Linked DNA regions of Mus musculus: regions 1 and 3 are each linked to region 2. The links are chromatin contacts, called in public HiChIP or PLAC-seq maps. All regions are on one chromosome and are shown on one strand. Each heading gives the region's core, a stretch centred on a gene start, on an enhancer-like site or on the middle of the called end of the contact. The rest is flanking DNA. Distances are from core to core; before and after follow the strand shown. Region 1 holds the start of Sec24a (Sec24 related gene family, member A (S. cerevisiae)). Region 2 overlaps Cdkl3 (cyclin-dependent kinase-like 3). Region 3 overlaps Gm30217 (a long non-coding RNA gene).

Region 1 (3,941 bases), core at 326-2,825, 290 kb before region 2:
TATTCTCCCTGTCTTCTTCCCATAAAGCAAAGATTTGTAGGCTAATTTGTAAGTAGGCAGAAAATGAGTCTTTATTATATCAATTAAAATAAGCTTAGCAAATCACGCTGTAGGAAGGCGTCAGGAATCCTAGAAGAGATATCCAATTATAAGATATTCTCCCGCCAAATGATAAATTATAGTGCCAGATGTACTCTCTCTAGGGTTCAGAGAGTTGTGACTAACTTACATTCTAAATGAAGAGGAGGGCCCTAGAAACGAAGCCCTAGCCATCCATCTATTTGGTTCTTCCACAACTGAAAAACTAAACAGGAGGCCCAAGGACTGTCGTAGGAAGAAGATCCTTGAAGAAAGATCCCTGCAGAGATGAGCAAGTCCTAAAGGGATCTGTCAAAGACGGAGTCATTCATTCATCTCTGCAAATTAGTATTAATAAGCACTGACCCGCCACCCCCCTGCACTTCGAGCCTGCGGACCCGAGATGAACCCTGCCCTCCAGGACACAGGACTGAGGTGGCGCATTGCGTGATGACACCCAGACACTATGACCTCCATAAGGCAGTTCTGGGAACTGATTTCGTCTACGATTCTTGTTCACCTCTTGTTTATCTCAGACGTTGCATACTGCAGGTGCTTACTGTTTGCAGGCTGAACCTATAAATACACATGAAACTGTCCCACCAGCGTGGATCTGCAGGTGCATGTCCACCGCGGCTCCCGGGTCCAGGCCGTCATCCGCCACTCCCCGCGGTAGACCTGGCTGGGACTTGTCCCTGGCCCGAGCTGTGCCGCCCTCCCCGCCCCCGTGCGGCACTCACCGTTGGTGTAGGGAGACCCCGAGGCTGAGGCGGCTCCGTTCTGGGCCTGGAGGCTAGCTGCGGCACCGCGGGCAGCGGGGATCCGGGGCTGGGCCATGGCGCCCGGGGATCTCAGGGTAAGACGGAGCCGTCGGGGTCGACCGCAGCGCCCAGCCTAAGAGCTCCAACAGGAAAACCGAGGGCAGGGACCTGGAGGCCGGAGAAGCGGAACACGCGGGGTGGCACGTCAAAGTAGAGGCATGGCGTGTCCGTGTCTTCTGCCCGCCGGCGGCCACGACCTGGCCAGGGCGCGGAGAGGCTCCGGAGTCAGGCCGGCTGGGCTGGGAACGCCGGGCTCGGAGGCAGCAGCCGAACCCGGAGAGGAGGGAGGCCCTGGGCGGAGCCGCCGGCCGCGCAGGCACAGTGGGGACACGTGGCACTTCCGGTTCCGGCTGGAGGCTGCGGCCGTGCTCTCTGTCCCCGGGGAGCTGCCCCGAGGGCACCTGACAGTCCCGTGTCCGGGCCCGGAGGACCGTGCACGGACTCGCCTGCCACGTCACGGACTCCCGCCGCCCGCCGGAAGTAGCCTGTGTCACCACTGCGAAAATACCCGGCGTGGAGAACGTCACCTTGCTGACAGTCCCAGGGGTGGTGCGGATTTTTAGAATCGATTGGGTGGGACAGGAGAGACCCGGCTCCTCTTCCGGGATTCTCTGAGGATTACCTGAGACGACCGATGTCCTCGGCTACCGCTGGTGGCCCAGCCGATGCTATGCCAGCTGTAGAGTGCAAGAGAATTTTAAAAAGAGGTGTTCAATTACGTGTGTTTGTCAAAGTGTCATGGGCGGGACATGGCGGCAATCAGGAGGTCGAGGCAGAAGTGTTCTAAGTTCGAAGGCGGCCTAGTCAGGTCAGCCAGGGCTGGAGTGAAGATGCTGGGTCAAGGTTAAAATGTCTGATGACGTTAAGGAGGAAGCTCTTCTTTTCAACTGGAGGATTAAGATTAATTTTGACGTTAGCCTGTTGGTAGCATAGTCACTCCGAAGTACATCCACCACACATGGATCGGGAATCCATCCCTCTCCTATCCCAGTGTTGACAATGGAGTCCAATGTCCTAGGGAAGCCCTTAGTTTACACTGAGCTAGGCAACTTCTATAATAACAAGTATTTAGTTAATACTGAGGCTCCAAGCCGGGCGTGGTGGCGCACGCCTTTAGTCCCAGCTCTCAGGAGGCAGAGGCAGGCGAATTTTTGAGTTCGAGGCCAGCCTGGTCCACAGAGTGAGTTCCAGGACAATCAGGGCTAATCAGAGAAACCCTGTCCCGAAAAAAAAAAAAATACTGAGGCCCCGGACTAAATAACATTTAAAATGGTAATTGTAATGGTATCGTACTCCTATAGTTCTGGATACAGAAAAGTGAGGCAGGAAGATCTTGAATTCAAGACCAGCCTGGGCAATTTACCAGGACTCAGTTTCTTTAAAAGGGGTTAGATATGTAGGTCACTCATAAAGAGTTTCCCTAACCTTGTAGGAAGAAGCCCTGAGTTCAAAAGAATTAAAGGCAGTTTACATTATGAGAGTTTACATTAAGTCGAATAATTCAAATGTCCTTTCTGGGCAAGTAGCTTGTGGGTTGCTTTTATTTTTACCCCCAAACAGACTTTCTGACTTGTAAGACCAAAGAGAAGTAGAAACTGGTTGGTTATGCAACATACTTAGTGATATCAGTGTGATCTTTAGCTACTTTGGTTTTACCTGCTCCAAGCAGATGACAAAGTCCTTCACAGATGTGTGCTGCTGATTGAAACGTATTATGCCATGAGTTTCACAACCTCGGGCGAAAGTACATCTTACCAAACTCATTTACTATCTAATGCTGGCTACGAAGTATTACAGAAAAAGAGCACAATCTAAAACTACTGTCAGACCCAAGAAGCAAGCAGTAACCACATATACAAATTTACCCTAACCTTGATTTCATTAATAGTTACCTCAAAACCATACTAAAATATATTTGCTCTGAGTGGAATTAAACAATTAAAAAAAAAGATTGTTTTATTGTTTTAAAGTTTGTTTTCTGTATGTATGGGTACCTACATAGAAGTATTTACACGCTGGTCGATGGTGGCACACACCTTTAATCCCGGCATTTGAGAGGCAGAGACAGGTGGATTTCTGAGTTCGAGGCCAGCCTGGTCTACAGAGTGAGTTCCAGAACAGCCAGGGCTACACAGAGAAACCCTGTCTTGAAAAACCAAAAAAAAAAAGAAAGAAAAGAAAAGAAAAAAAAAGTATTTTACACCATGTGTATGCAGTGCCCACACAGAGGTCAGAAGGGGGCACTGCATCCCCCAGCACTGGAGTTGACAGTTGTGACCGCCATGATGTGAGTGATAGCAAAGGAACCCTAGTCCTCTGGGAGCACAGCCGGTGCTCTTCACTACCAGCCGTCTCTCCACGCCCCCACTCCTTATTACAAGATCCAGGTAGGCTTCTTTAGGATGAAGATGAAACTCTTTGGTTTGTTTTGCTTTGTGTTTTAGAGACAGTTTCTCATCTTGGTACTGCCTTGTAGACCAGGTTGGCCTCGAACTCATAGAGATCTACCTGCCTCTGCCTCCTGAGTGCTAGGATTAAAGGCACGCGCCACTACTCCTGGCTGAAGATGACTTTTAATCAAACTTTCACTTAAGAACATCTATGATGGGCTGGCGAGGTGGCTCAGCGGGTAAGAGCACTGACTGCTCTTCCGAAGGTCCTGAGTTCAAATCCCAGCAACCACATCGTGGCTCACAACCATCTGTAATGAGATCTGACGCCCTCTTCTGGAGTGTCTGAAGACAGCTACAGTGTACTTATATATAATAATAAATAAATCTTAAAAAAAAAAGAACATCTATGATAAAAATCCCAAACCACATACCTAAAAGCAGTAAAACAAAGCAATAACAACAAAAACCAGGGGGCTGGAGACATGGCTCAGTGATTATGAGCACTGACTGCTCTTCCAGAGGTCCTGAATTCAGTTCCCAGCAACCACATGGTGGCTCACAACCATCTTTAATGGGATCCAATGCCCTCTTCTGGTGTGTCTGAGGCAGCTACAGTGTACTCATATAAAATAAATCTTTCAAAACAAAA
Region 2 (3,942 bases), core at 825-3,324:
ACACACACACACACACACACACACACACACACACACAAAGTAAATTAACATTAAAAAGAATAGATTTAGCAGCCGGGCTTGGTGGTGCACACCTTTGACCCCAGCACTTGGGAGGCAGAGGCAGGCGGATTTCTGAGTTCAAGGCCAGCCTGGTCTACAGAGTGAGTTCTAGGACAGCCAGGGCTATACAGAGAAACCCTGCTGTCTCGGAAAAAAAATTTTTTTTCCTGAGAGACATTAAGTTGTTTTAGTGTATATGAATTGTTTTGGCTGCATGTATGTGCTGGCCTCATACACAAGCCAGAAAGGGCATCAAATTCCTTGGAACTGGAGTTTCAGACATTGTGAGCTGCCATGTGAATGCTAGAAACAGAGACTGAGTCCTCTTAACCGCTGGGCTCCGTTTTTTTGGAGATATTGTGAGAATTCCTGAGATAAGGCTTAACAGACCAAAGACGTAGTAGCTTTGTCCTGATCAAGTTCAGTTATCTGTAGGCCTGTAGAATACCTTTGGGGAAGGCGAGCTGTGCTTCTTGGTTTTGCTCTAATGTGTAAGTTGTCAGAGCACATTGTGACTTCTTTACTTTGGGAATAAATTCAGCATGGACGTGCCCTCTGCCCTGTGGCGTGTTGAGGAGTTGCATTTGCTTTAGACATGAAGCTGGGACAGGTGATAACAACCCAGTGTCTGCTCTGTGTGCACAAGATGTTTTACTAGAAATGAGAAGAGACTTTGTATTCAGAGGGTCTTTGTGTGTTTGTTTCGTTGGTTAATTTTGTTTTCAGAGTCTTGTGTAATGTAACCCAGGCTGACTTCAATCTTGTTGTGTAGCCCAGGCTGGCCTCTAACTCATTATCCCCCTACCTCACCGGAAGGTCTGAGCTACCATGAGTGTATGAATTTAGAATGTAAAAAAGACATGGTTGGAGAGATATTTTGGAGATTAAGAGCACTGACTGTTCTTTCAGAAGATCTGTGTTTGATTCCCAGAACCGACACGGTGTCTCACAACCATCTGTAACTCCAGTTTCAGGGGATCCAACACTCTCTCCTGTTCTTTGCCAGCACCAGGCATAGGCATGGTACAGAGGTAAAACACACATATTCATAAGAAATAAAATAACCCTAAAGATAAACATGTGTGTCTGCTGCTGCTCTTGGGAAGAAAGTCGGTGTAGAGACACAGTGGCCCTCTAGTGCTCCCCCTCTCACAGAGCCGTATTACTGCTGCAGTCATCCATTAAGACCATAGGCCAGAGGTTTGGTTTTCTTTTCCTTCTTTTTTTCCCCGAGTTTACAATGTTTTGGGTCTTTTCTTCAGAATTTTTGCACATTCATGGAGTTCTTGTTATTTTCTTGTTTCTTTGCTTGTTTTACAGAGTCTCCCCTAGCTGGCCTGAACCTCACTCTGTAGACTGAGATGCACGAGAACTCACAGAGTCCACCTGCCTGTGCCTCCAGAGTACTGGGACTAAAGGTGTGCACCACCACCCTGCTCATTGAGTCCTTAAGGTGATCTAAAAGCATACCTCTTACTTTGGGCATCTCCAGACTTTTCAGTGGTTGTCACTTTTAAAATGAGAGTTCTTTTTTTGAGGAGACTTTCAAATGCAAGATCACTAGGCTGCCACTGTGGCCTTGGAAGAAGTATGAGCCAGGGATGGGTCACATAACTTCTCAGCAGGCAGCCTCTGCTAACCGGATTGCTGCCACTGAGTCTGGCCACCATCTCTTTCCTTCAAGCATGCTGTGCACTGCAGATGAATCAGTAATCGGGGTCTGGGTTTTGAAATCTGCCTTGTAGATATTCATAGGATGAGGCAGAAGTCCTGGCTACAGTCCTTTGCCCTCAGTTGTCACAAACAGAAAAGGTGATAATTGGTAGCGCACGAGTATAACTGTGGGACCCACTTCCTTTCAAAAGGAGACAGAGGATGTGGTAGAGAGGAGAAGGCATGCCCTACTGCATTAATTAGTAAAGTGAAATTTGGCCTGTTAACTAACTAGGCCTGGCTCCTGATTCAGCAGTCCTGAAAGCCTGCTCTGGCTGGGCTCCACCCATCTCCTAAATCAGTCAGCTCTGTGGCTTTCTTCAGTCTCCCCCCCTCCCTTTGTGACCTTTGTGTAAGGTTTGACACTGTGAATCACCGTCCCTTTCTGGAACCACTCTCATCTTTTTTTTTGTCACATGTCTTCTTTCTTTTCTCACCTCCAAGTGCCCCTCTGCTCCTCTGCTAAATCACCTTCCCACCTGCTTCCCTGTCCGCATCCTGGAGCACAGGGTTTCAGTTCTTTGTTCTTCCTGTTCCCATGCAAGCAGCTTAGCATGGTCCCCACATCCCAGATGACCTCCTGAGAGCAGACATACAGGTCTAAACAGGACGGCTTTATCCTAACCATGGTTTCCCTCCAGCTCTTCCTGTTTTTAAAAGTGAAACTGATGTGGATCCCTTGTGTGTAATAAAGGGCCTGTCTCAGTTTAGTCAGCTTAACCCCGGAGCTTGGATGCTGGGCAAGCACTGGTCACCAAAGAGGCCCCCATTTCTGTCTTCTGGGTGTTTTGTGTTGTACCCAAGAATAATAAGGAAAGCAAACAAGAATGAACAGAGTGAACATAGAATTATTAAGGAAAACGAGACTGACTCCTGGGAATGGGTGGGGAGCAGCCCAAGGAGGATCGCTGCTGTGGGCAGGTAGTGTGGCAGGACCTGGGTGAAGACTTAGGGAATCTTTCTTGAGACTGTTTTTGCCTGGTCATTTGTATCATGGGTGTACCTGTGAGAAGTCTATACCCGCTGTGCGTGCTCCCTCTCCCCCTGTGCGTGTTCCCTCTGGTCAGACAGAGAGGTGATCATTTGCTGCTTGTCCAGTCAGGGGACTGGCTGTGAGAGGTGATCAGGTTGTCTCCAAACTGCTTGACTAGCTCAGGGTCCACAGTGGCCCCGCCTTTGAAGACACCTCTCATCTCAGTCCCATGGTTCTCCCAGCTGGAAACTTGGCATGGAGTTGATACTTTTCAGTCTCCGAGTATTGTGTCTGATAACCGTTTAAAAAGCAGGCCTACTTAATTTATTCTTGCTATAACATTCTGGTTCTTGAAAATGATACTAAGCTTTTCACATTTAAGAATGTATAGCCCTCCTAGTCTTCTTTTTCCCTTCCAGATCTCATTTTTAATGTTTTTAACTGTTTCACATCCTGTTTTGTGACACAAGATACCTCTTAATTTATGTTTGTTCTCAACCAAACCAGCCTTGAATTGCCTTCTGTTAAATGTTGTTTATGTGAGATAACCATCTACATGATCATGATCAGTTATTGTATTAGTCAGAGGTCCGCAGATAAGCAGAACAAATAGGATGATAGGATGATCCAAGAGTAGGCTTATGAGGTTCACTAACATCGTCAGAGGCTGATGGGTGCACTGAGGCCATCTGCACACTAGAGAGCCAAGGTGGCTCTCGGTCTGAGAAGATGGAAACCTCAGCACAAGAGACACGGTGTGCCACGGTCTGGGGCAAACGCCCGACAGTCCCTGAGGAGCCACTGGTGCAAATCTGTCCTTAGAGGCTGAAGCATCCAATGTTCACATTAGAAAGAAACGGCAAAATTCACCTCCACTCAGCAAGAGTCAAGCATGTAATTGCCTGCTTCCCACTTCTGCCTCCTTTTTGCTTTGTCTGTCCCCTGCCTATTGGATAGCACCTGAGTTCATGGTCGGTCTTCTTATAGCACCAGCTGCACACCAGTCCTCTCCAACAAGTCAGATTGACAGCCATATTCACCATCAGCACTTCCCACAGAAAGGATATAGAAAGCGAATGGGCCACACAAAACAGTGTGTCAGTAAGTTTTTAAAAATTACCCAGAGCTGACAAGTTGTTTAAGCAGATAAAGGCACTCAAATTCTGAGTTTGATTCCTGGGAGCCATCTGGTGGGA
Region 3 (3,896 bases), core at 1,118-3,617, 270 kb after region 2:
AGAGATGCCTCAGCCATTAAGAGCCCCGGCTGCTCTTCCAGAGGACCCCAGTTCTGTTCCCAGCAACCACATGCAGCTCACTATCTGATGCCTTCACAGAGTTATGCAGGCAGGCGAAACACCAGTGTACATAAAATAAAAATAAATAATTAAAATGAAAGAATGTGGTCATAATGGCGATCTTGAATGCGGGCCATGTGTGGGTCTGGGGCATTTCCAGGAGTAATCATGCTTGCTTTCTGTTAGTTCATTAGTTTGTTTGCTAGGGTTTTGTTTTTTAAATAATATAATGTTTTTATTCATTCTTCAGACATGTCATGTAAGGTATCTTGATTATATTTACCTCCTTCTTCCTCCCAGCTCTTCTCAGACGCCCCTCCTCCATACCCACTCTGCTCTGTCTCCCTCCCCCCTATCCCACCCAGAACAGACTATCTCACAACAACATTCCTGGGCTTCTGGCTTTTAAAATCTTTCCTCCCCCTCTTCCTCCATGCCTCTTGAGCCTCAAGTGAAGGGGTTGTATTGTAAATGTCATGGGGTCAGGCACCTCATGGCCAATTGATCTCTGCAGTTTAGCCAGTGATGGCATTCTGAAACCATCTCTGGTTCTTTGATGAGGAGTAAGAGCTACACATGCCTGTGGGTGTGGGGATAAGTATTTAAAATGCAGCTAGAGGTTATATGAATATATTTATATACATTCTATATAAGTATATAGGATGGAGTTAGAGATTATATGAGTATATATAGATATAGATTCTATGTAAGTGTATATCTTCCCTATAAATATTTAGAATGCAGTTAGAGATTTTATAAGTATACATAGAGATTCAATATAAATATATATATATTCTCTACAAACATACAGAATACAGTTCGATGGAGCTTAGTGGTAGAGCTTGTATTTGGAATCTGGAAGATACAAGGCCCTGGCTTCAACCTCTAACACTGCAAAAAAGAAAAATCCAACTTAAAAAATATTTGGGAACCTACAACATGGGCATGAATAACAACCTGGCCTCATTACACTCTCTAGTTGGCCTTCTTCTGGTCTCATGTTTGTCCCCTTAGTCCTTCTATAAGGTTTTCTTTGTCCCTTCTTCCATACCTGTGGTCAGCTCTCCGCCCACCTGGCTCAGGTCTAGGGCTGTGCTGTGATTTGAATGTGTGCCCCATAAAGGCTTGCCAGGTTGGTCTTCCCAGCCACGTGTGGATGGCATTTAGCTATGGAGACCTGGGGAACTGGTCAGGAGTGTGAGAGAGGTTCAAGTGTCACTCTAATGGCCTTATATGCAGCCAGAAGACACTCACCAGATGCTGCTGTTGTGCCTCTGAGCCTCGAGCCAAATAAACCTTTATTCTTTATCAATTATCCCAGGTTGGGTATTTTGTTCGAGCAACAGAAGATGGACCAAGGCCATGTGGCTTCAGGCTGATCAGATCACAGGCTGATGAGACTCCAGAGGGCCTGAAATTTAGGGATCATAGAGTAACCTTTTCAGTAGCCCCTGACACTCTGGCCTTAGTCTGGCACTAGGACCTGGAGAGGGCCTCCTCCTGGACTTGGGGACCGAGTCTCTTGCTCAGAAAGATTCCATGACTTTCCTCTGGAGTAAGGAATTGTCAGAATTCTTTGGCCATTTTGATAGGACCCTCCCACCTGCCACTGTCCCTAGCAAAAGCAAATGAACCTTGTGTGTCACCACATGGTGTTCTCTGGTAGTAGGCTTGCCTGGGCAATGTCAGCTGACTCTTAGAAACACCCAGTAGGCCTTTTGCTGTGATATAGAGCATATCTCTAGACATAAACATGTTCTTTGAGATGAGGTCTCACATAGCCCAGGCTGGCCTTGAAATCCCTAAAAGGATACTTTGAGGTTCTGATCTTCCTGCCTCTATCTCCCCACTGCTGGGATTAAAGGAATGAACCCCCACGCCGTTTATATGGTGCTGGGAATTGAACCCAGGGCTTCTGTGCGTGCGAGGCAAGCACTTTATAACTGAGGTAGGTCCCTAACCCCATGTACCTTTTTTTTTGGGGGGGGGGGATCTCTGATCTTCAAAGTTCTGTTTGCTCACTTTATTTTCTTCAAAAACCAGGGCATCTCCTTCAGTAGAAGAAACCTATGACAACGAAAATAAACACTGTGGGCCAAGGGGGCTCCTGGGTGGGAGGGGGCTGGCTTTCTCAGGCTTCTTATTTTTCTGAGTCTCCCCGGGGCACACAGCACTCCCCTTCCCCTCCCCCAGACCTTTCAGGTGAGAAAACTTTCCATTGTTGCCCTATCTCGTGGTAATCCACTTGCCTCCTTGCGGGAACCACAGGTGCACAGATCTGAGACCTGATCTGTTCCACTGGGTGCCAGGCAGGGCCGAGGACGCGAACCCCAGCAAGAAATAGCGCCCGCAACCGCAAGGCCCGGTGTGTGCGCCCTCTGAAACCATAGGTAAAGACAATTACCGGCAGTTTCCATCCACCGTTTTGTTTTTTGTTCAAAGGCCACCGAGCATTCTCAGCAGCAGACCCGAGACGTAGTATTCCCACCACACGCCACCTTCATAAACGTGCGATAAAAGCTGTGGTCGCTTTGTCCCGGCTCTTCCTTTTAACAGTCAAACTTTCAAGTTTGATGTTGAAACTGCTTTTTTTCTTCAAGTGGGCTTTGATGCTTAGATAACGCTTAGAGATAAGGAACCTGCCTTCAAAACCGCTCACTGTACCTCCAGCTCACCACTAGGAGCGTCGCAAGGGAAAAATCAGACACCTGAGCTCATGAGAGGGAAGAATGTGCTGAGTCTGTGAAATGCTCCTTCTGCCTGCCTGCCTGCCTGCCTGCCTGCATGGGAGATTTGCAGGGGGAGAGAAAGGGAGGGAGGGAGGGAAGAAGGAAGGGAGAGGAGAGAGAGACAGAGAGAGACCCAAGAGACCCGACCCGAGAGACAGAGGGATTGCCTCCTGGGGGTGCAGCTTAGTTGATAGAGGGCTTGTATAACCTCAGTGAAGCCTAGGTTCAGTCCCCAGCATGATGCAAATGAGGAATGGTGGCTCATGACTGTAATTTTGGCACTTGGAAAGGGGAGGCAGAAGGATCGAAAGTTCATCATCCTTGGTTATCAAGTTTTGGGCTAGCTCTGTTTAAATAAACAAACAAACAGGAAGGAGGGAAAGAGAAAGGAAGGAGTAGAGAGAGAGAACTGAGGAACGTACCTTAGTTGGCAGAAAGTTTGCCCTTCATGTACAAAGCCCAGGGCACTGCATAGATTAATGGCGGTGACATTTGCCTGTGATCCCAGCACTGGGCATGGAGGCAGGAGGATCAGTCGTTCAAGGTAGCCTTGGCTACATGGGGAGTTAGAGGCTTGTCTGGTCTGTATGAGATCTCTCAGTTGTATTGTAAGGGTTCATGTCTGCTTTTCTTTAATTTTTTAAAATTTTATTATTTTATGTTGTGGCTGTTTTGCCTACATATATCTCTATGTACCATGTGTGTTCAGTGCCCACAGAGGCCAGAGGAGGGCTTTGGATCACGGGGAACTGGAGTTAGAGACTATCATGAGCCACCATCTAGCTGCTGGAAACTGAACCCCCATCCTCTGGAAGAGCAGCAAATGCTCTTAACCACGGAGCCATCTTTCTCCAGCCCCACTTCTCCCCACCCCATTCCTTTTTTAGAGTCTCATGTAACCCAGGCTAGCCTAGAACTTCCTGTATAGCTAGGGTGATCTTGTACTCCTAATCTTCCTGAGTCTACTTCCCAAGTGCTAGGATTACAGGAGTGAGCCACCAGGCCAGGTTTATGATGTTCTGGGGGTGGAATCCAGCCAGAGCTTTGTTCATGTGCACTACAGGTAGATCTCTGAGTCCAAGGCCAACCTGATCTATGATCTTCAGA

Evidence for each region. HiChIP or PLAC-seq counts read pairs in DNA pulled down with a chosen protein or histone mark.
Region 1: a contact with region 2 is called in an H3K4me3 HiChIP or PLAC-seq map of the SCID.adh cell line, with 12 read pairs. The contact joins the promoter of Sec24a here to the enhancer-like site in region 2. A contact is called at or near these places in 7 of 39 promoter capture datasets (the 3T3-L1 cell line, the C10 cell line, the HPC-7 cell line and 3 more), 1 of 484 Hi-C or Micro-C datasets (nephron progenitors), 2 of 115 datasets of contacts at active chromatin or transcription factors (the SCID.adh cell line and bone marrow-derived macrophages) and 4 of 9 other capture datasets (adipose tissue, liver, macrophages and 1 more).
Region 3: an H3K27ac HiChIP or PLAC-seq map of regulatory T cells shows a contact between it and region 2, with 2.9 times the contacts expected there. The contact joins two enhancer-like sites. A contact is called at or near these places in 5 of 39 promoter capture datasets (the C10 cell line, cranial neural crest, embryonic stem cells and 1 more), 3 of 484 Hi-C or Micro-C datasets (myocytes, nephron progenitors and uterus), 4 of 115 datasets of contacts at active chromatin or transcription factors (CD8 T cells, T-cell acute lymphoblastic leukemia, embryonic stem cells and 1 more) and 1 of 9 other capture datasets (adipose tissue).

The regions. Positions count from the first base shown.
Region 1 is chr11:51,755,259-51,759,199 of GRCm38.p6, forward strand. Sec24a (Sec24 related gene family, member A (S. cerevisiae)) reads right to left here and starts at 1,576. Exons shown (of 23, transcript NM_175255.3): 1 at 819-1,576. The coding sequence starts at 915.
Region 2 is chr11:52,044,552-52,048,493 of GRCm38.p6, forward strand. The region is part of intron 13 of Cdkl3 (cyclin-dependent kinase-like 3); the gene reads left to right. Among named protein-coding and RNA genes, the nearest start is that of Cdkl3, 42 kb to the left of the region's middle. Within about 2 kb of position 2,075, at least 126 of the 459 cell types and tissues checked have an H3K27ac peak or open chromatin away from gene starts, as enhancers often do. A contact at or near this core is called in CD8 T cells, the HPC-7 cell line, the SCID.adh cell line and 8 more, where this site is marked.
Region 3 is chr11:52,311,849-52,315,744 of GRCm38.p6, forward strand. The region is part of intron 2 of Gm30217 (a long non-coding RNA gene); the gene reads left to right. Among named protein-coding and RNA genes, the nearest start is that of Gm30217, 6.3 kb to the left of the region's middle. Within about 2 kb of position 2,368, at least 51 of the 459 cell types and tissues checked have an H3K27ac peak or open chromatin away from gene starts, as enhancers often do. A contact at or near this core is called in CD8 T cells, T-cell acute lymphoblastic leukemia and regulatory T cells, where this site is marked.